Regions from separate parts of the Gossypium hirsutum genome. Here region 2 is linked to region 1. The links are chromatin contacts, called in public Hi-C maps. All regions are on one chromosome and are shown on one strand. Each heading gives the region's core, a stretch centred on a gene start, on an enhancer-like site or on the middle of the called end of the contact. The rest is flanking DNA. Distances are from core to core; before and after follow the strand shown.

The links. Hi-C and Micro-C count contacts between places; a contact is called where the count stands out from the background.
Region 2: a Hi-C map of seedling shows a contact between it and region 1, with 2.9 times the contacts expected there. The contact joins the promoter of LOC107957050 here to the enhancer-like site in region 1. A contact is called at or near these places in 2 of 34 Hi-C or Micro-C datasets (leaf and seedling).

Annotation. Positions count from the first base shown.
Region 1 is chrA05:76,662,315-76,665,437 of Gossypium_hirsutum_v2.1, reverse strand. It overlaps LOC107959991 (fruit protein pKIWI502), which reads right to left. Exons shown (of 5, transcript XM_016896185.2): 5 at 1,801-1,991. The coding sequence ends at 1,929. Among protein-coding and RNA genes, the nearest start is that of LOC107959991, 9.3 kb to the right of the region's middle. Within about 2 kb of position 1,682, at least 1 of the 9 cell types and tissues checked has an H3K27ac peak or open chromatin away from gene starts, as enhancers often do.
Region 2 is chrA05:77,018,677-77,021,995 of Gossypium_hirsutum_v2.1, reverse strand. LOC107957050 (probable aspartic proteinase GIP2) reads right to left here and starts at 1,721. Exons shown (of 1, transcript XM_016892480.2): 1 at 122-1,721. The coding sequence starts at 1,463. The coding sequence ends at 252.

The DNA.
Region 1 (3,123 bases), core at 433-2,932:
AGAATCAGGAGGAAAGTTAGAGGATCGACTAGGGAAAGAATTTTGAGGTTGCAATATAGATATCTTGTTTTCGTTAACCCTTATAAGTATGACCCATTCGATGTGAATGGCGCGCTCCAGTTCGAGGCGATCATATCATCGCACGCCTCAAGCGGAAATGATGTAATTATACGTCGAGTTTGTCGAGGCTGATGGATCTTGCCCATCCTCGACGACTGTTGTGGCCAATGTTGGAATCAAAGTTGAAAAAGAAAGTCCTACTACACGGATGTGTGGTGGGTTCACTAGGTTGTTACAAAAGCTCCTACTACAATGTCCCTGAAACCACTTTCCGTGGTTTGCAAAATGAGAACACTACAAGCATCTTGAGTTCCAATATAATAGTCCTAACATAAGTCACTTACTCTTCATAATCTCATTGATTTTGAACCTTTTTTTTTCTACCAATAGACTATGGGCTATTTAGATTACCTTCTAATAAATAAGTTATTTTCTGCATTACAAAACATTTTTTTTATTATACAACATAATATTAATTAAGTCTTAAGTAATTTATAATTCAATATTTGTTTAACTATTTTTTTTTCATGTAAAATCATTGACCACATCCCTATAATGAATACTAAATAAACATGTGAAACTTTTACTAATTTAAATAGTTGAAAACATTACTATAATTTATAGTGAAATCACTACGCTAAGAGTAAAAAAAACTAACGCATAGTGTCAATCTCATGCTAGCTAATTTGCGAAGAACAAATATACCTTACGCATTTTGGACTTTTTTTTTCATTATTAGGTTTTTTAACTTTATTTTGACTAGTTATTTTATTAAACTTTCAAGTTGGTTTTAGGCCTTTTTGAATTATTTAGGCAGTGTAAGTAATTAGTAACTTAATATGGTTAAAAAACTTCAAGTTTGGGATTATAATCAATGTTTTTTTTAAAATAAGTTGACGGTCGAATCAATCAGACTATTGGTTTATTAGTTGAATTAATTCAATTGGTTCAATTAATTCATTTAAAAATTTATTAAAATTCAAAAAAAAGATAAAACTTAAAAAATATAGTTCAACTAGTTTTTATCCAATTCAATCGATAGATACCAGTTCATGAATCAATCGATTCAAAGCCTCTTTTTGGTCTGATACACCAGTCAATTCTCAATCCAACTCGTTGATCTAATCTAATTCAAACAACATTATTTTAATGTAGATAACCTTGAATAATTAAAACTGGATTTTGCTCTTATTTGACTTGTATGAATCTTGTAAATTCTAATTTTTTTTTGTTTGTTTTCATATCTATTTACCATCTATTTTTGAAATTTATAATTATCTCTCCCACAACATCATCTTCAGAATTTAATTTCCATTCCCTCTTTAAAAATACAATGTACCTTGCCATTACCCTAAAAAATTCTTTGATTTCCTACAATCAACAAGTTAATATTCCGTTTTAATTGATAATAATATTGATTCTTAATCTCTATTAGCAAAGTCCAATGAACCGTGTTCTTTAAAACATATTTGCCGAGTTTCTCTCCGACATTCTCTCAACACAATGAAAATTTCTATGGAAGAAAAAGCGTCGCCACTTCCTTATAAGAAAATAACTTCTGATCTATGAACAATTGAAAAAACATCATCTATTCTCCTCCCTACCAATTTCCTTATGGAGCAAGAATATTATTTTCTTGCTGTGATTTCAACAAATGAGAAGACTAACAGGAGTGAATCACCCAACTCACTCATAATTACTCAGAGTTGGCTTCAGCAAAAACATTAGCAGCTGAATGAATTAGTTCCCAAACATGAAGAGTTTATTAGCCAAGCGTGTGCTTTCATTCTTAGCTATGGTGAGAAAGAATTAATTATCAGCTTTTCCTCAATGATACAACAAATAATAAAAGTTCCGTTTTAACTCCATCAAAAGTTCTTTAGGATCTTCTCACTCGAAACTCCATCTGCTACAAGTATTGAAGTCACTTCCTGCATAAACCAATAATGTCCTGTTTAATTACTAGTGTAATAACATGAAAAAACTTATTTAGTACGTATATATTACGATAGTTGGACATAAAATAAAGAATAATTCGTTAAAAATTTTAACTTGAAACAAGAAAGATAAGTAAAAACTCCTTTAAAAATAAGCTCTTCAAAATAAGTGAAAATTTTCACGTAGCATAAGTCTGTTACTCATGCCCTGCTTACCAACATTCACCTTATATACAAATACAATGTCCCAACTCCTCAACACAGTAAATGACCTCCTAAGCAGACTCGTAAAATGTTGCTTATGAAAAGTGGTCGGAAAACTAAGAATCAATGAAATGAATAGGCATTTCCAGTTGACTGAGTCATTGCCTGCCATAATGAAGTGAACTACAGTGGCTTTGTTCACTTTCTACATGAAGCAATGAGCTTCTTCATACAGGATCTCATTCGCCAGCCTACCCTAATCTTAGAAAAGGTCCATTTAGTCAGTTCCACGGCTCAGCCATACATTCGTCTAGCAGTTAAGATTTCATTTCAAGTGGAGACTAGAAATAACTGAAGAATGCAAAACTCAAGCCCAATAATGTTCCTTAAATAAGACTTCACATTTGGAATAATATAATAGCCCCTAAGCATAAGCATTTGGCTAAGTGGTAAGTGAATAAATTCAGTAAAATTCAAATCCTCTTTCCTAGTAATTCTTTTATTTTAAAAAAAAAAATATATCTCTACCAGTAGGTCAAGAGAACCTATAGCATTCTGCTCAAATAGTTTAATTCCTAGTCATAAACCACTTTTTAATTCTATAATGCTATAGAAATACTAGCATTTAAGGCTTACTAGTCCTTTTAACAGAAAGAAATACACGGTCTAACTGAAAGTGATTTGAAGTCTCAACTAAGAGCCATTGCTTTCTTCCATATTGGCTAGAATGTGGTTAACACTTGGACACAAGGTCATCAGCACCATATCAATGGATATACCCTTTTTGCTTAGGTACTGGGACATATCGATACCAATGTGTTTTAGTGTACTGTTTCAAATTTATTTGCATTTATAATTTTTTTTTCAAATATACTTAATAGTTTAATTTTTAGTTTTAAAATAATATATATAAATATACACA
Region 2 (3,319 bases), core at 472-2,971, 360 kb before region 1:
AGACCTTCAACTAAAATACTATTTTGAGCTTGTATTTTATCTACAAATGTATCCATGTTTTTGCAGTAGTCAAGCCAGACTCAAGTAAATCGAATCCATTAGACATATTTGAACAAAATCATTAAAATTCAAAGCTATAGTGCCTCTCCTCATATTACTAGTAATGATGCTTTACAAATTGCATCCATCAAGCTTGCCTTTACACACACACAAAAGAAAAGGGAGAAAAGTAGAAAAAGGATAAAGATAAATCAGATAAATTGCTTCAGCTTGGAATCCTGTAAGGATGAAGAACAAGTTGTTTCCTTCAACAACAAAGAAGAGCTAAATCCTAACATGGAACTCCCAATATCAAACTCCAAAAGGTTATCCTCCATTTGAAGCCCTCCTATTACAATTGGGCTACTTTGCTCCAACCCTCCATCCAAAAAACCCAAGCACATGCTCTCTTCGCTCACTTTCACCATTGAATTCCTACCTTGAATTCTCCACTTCACCATCTCACTTTGCAAAACTAGATCAATTTCAGGCACCAATGGCCCTTTAGAACTAAAGCAGAGTCCGAATGGAGCCACAGTTTCTACTCTAGTCATATTCATCTTAGTGGCAGCCTCAACATAAGCTTTAGAAAATATTGCATAAACCGAGCTTACCATTGTGGTGTAAGGCACAACTGTGCTTAATTTTGCTTCTAATTTGCCTTGTTCATGGACTGCTAATCTCCTTCCATTGATCTTGATGGATTGAACATTAATCAAGTAGTCATTTTGTTTGGTGATGAGGGGTGTGTATGCTAGTGACCTTGCTATTTTGGTACCGAAAACGGTGTCACCACTGCCGGTTAATAGGACACCGGTTGACGATGATAAACAAACACTAAACTTCTGAGGGTGTCCAATTGAAGAACTCAGTTGTGATGGCAGCGAAATCGAAGCTTTCCCTAAACCCATCATTCCCTTGGCACCACTTGCTAAACCTTGTAAATGAAACGTCGGTGCACAAGCAAAGAGAAAGTGATCCACGGTTGTGCTTTGGCCTACATCTGAAGGGTCAACAGAATCAACGGCTATGACATCCTCTACTAGTTCCCCCACTGAAGTGGATCCTGTTACGCCATTGTAAGGGGACACATAACAGTTGGTGTTTAATAGACAACTCGTGCTTCCAAGATCATGGAACTTTGCTCTAGAGCAGTTGACGGAGCAGCTTGAGATCAACCTGTATGATGAAGACACGTGTCCGGAATTGCAATCCATCCAAAGAAACGAACCGCCAAGATCAACCACAAGGTCAGTGGATCCCAAAGGAGCGCCATGAGAGATCCTTGCAACATACTGAAGAGTTGCTGCATCTTTTGCAACAGGAAACAAAGCAAAATTTGATTGAAAACCCAGAACGGGAAACGTGTTTTTCAGGCAGAAAAGGAAAGAGAAAAAGAGAAGAAACTGAGAAAGGGAAGCCATGTGAGGAAGGGAAAGTAACAGTAGACAAGTCTTAGTATTGATTGTCTAAATAAGTTAAATTGCAGTTTAAGAAATAAGGAGATGCGATGGATCGACGCGGTTGGGTGGAATTGTTAGTAAGGGAAAAGGATAAGATTTGAATTGATTTTATTTTATTTCATTTGTTTTAATCGCTAACAAACAGAGTGGTAAAGACCACTAGTGAGGGAATTTGTGGGACCATCACAATGTTTATCTTTGTAGCGGCTGACTCATTGCCATCTATTTCTTCCTTTTTTTTTCTTTTATCTTCTTGAGATTCTACAGTACATTTCCCGGGGAGGAAAAAAAAATGCCCGAAGGCACGTTTTTTATGTGTTGGAGTTTTTGTGGTTATTTTTTCCTTGGAGCAAGTCAAGCCTCACGGATGGATAACTTATAAATGGATAAAGAAAAGTGTCGGGGAAAAATGTGATTAAATAAACTACACCGGTGCTTTTAAGTTTCGTTTTTGTCCTTCGATTAAAAATGTTATAATTTGTTAATTAATGTTTTCCCGCTATGAATCCTATTAAGTAAATGTTAATTATAATCAATTTTTCATCTTTCATATTCCTCAACTTTTCATCTTTTTATTTTCTTGTAACCGTTTTTTTATTTATGTATTAAAAAATTAAGAGTCTAATTTCTCTTTCTCTCTCTCTATATATATGAGTATACTACTTGTAATGACGATAATTAATAAAATAAATGTAATAAAAATCCCTCTTATTCTCATCTACTATTTTTATGTTCTTTGCATTATTATTATTTTATAATATGTTATTAGTATGATCTTATTCAAGAGTAATAGGTCCTTAGTTTACGTTAAAATTTTGTTAGGCTCCAAGTATTGAAATTTAATTGTTTGGTTAAAAAAATTGTGAGTGGTTGCTAGAGATTTGCTTAGGGATAATCACTTTCTCTTCAGTGCAAAGAATGCTCATAGTCTCCGCTTCTCATCCACAATTACTTAAGTAAGTCTAATTTTTTTATAAATTGATTCAATTTTTATTAAGAAGTTCAATTTATATAATTCTCTAGTTGTATCTCTATGAATTTATAAATCTCTTCTCCAATTTAATTGTTGTGCTTTCTATGTGAATATATATTTGTTATTTTTTTATAGAATTTATTGGTTTAGTTTTAATTTTGATTAAATTGTATGATTTTTTATCTCTTATTATCTATTGTAAATGTTTATTAAATGTAATTATTAGTTTGTACTTCAAATCTATTCATACTTGAGAATTATATAATGATATTAATCATGAATTTTTCTAAGAAAACACGTAAAAGATTCTTTAAAATTATGTATTAGTTTTTCAAATAGCCCTTCAAAGAGAATGAAAATATTTATGTGATACTCAAAGATCATTTGACACATGCATATTGGTTGACTATTTTGCCAAGGTTTGATTAAAAAGAAAAAGGAACAATATATAGACACATTTGATTTATCACAATGATATTGAAGTAAACTTGCAAACAATGATGACTTTATTGGCTTTATTAACAAATTATATTGTTTATTCATTCCTAAAAAAGAATGAAACTTATTGTTGTTATTGGCAAATAGATAAGTGGAAGATGGATAGTCCAAAATATTGCTAAATGTTTATTCCTGAAACAAAATAATCTATTGTTTATACTAATTAATCATTCTTTGGAACAGGTAATATCTTATGATCTTATTGGCAAAGAATATCAAATAGGTTTACATTATTTTCCCAATTATTTCTTATACATTCCTTGAAGTGAATGTTTAGAATAAATATAATAAATTTTATGGTCACTTTTGATCACTGAACTTAATTTGGATATCTGAAAATTTTGAC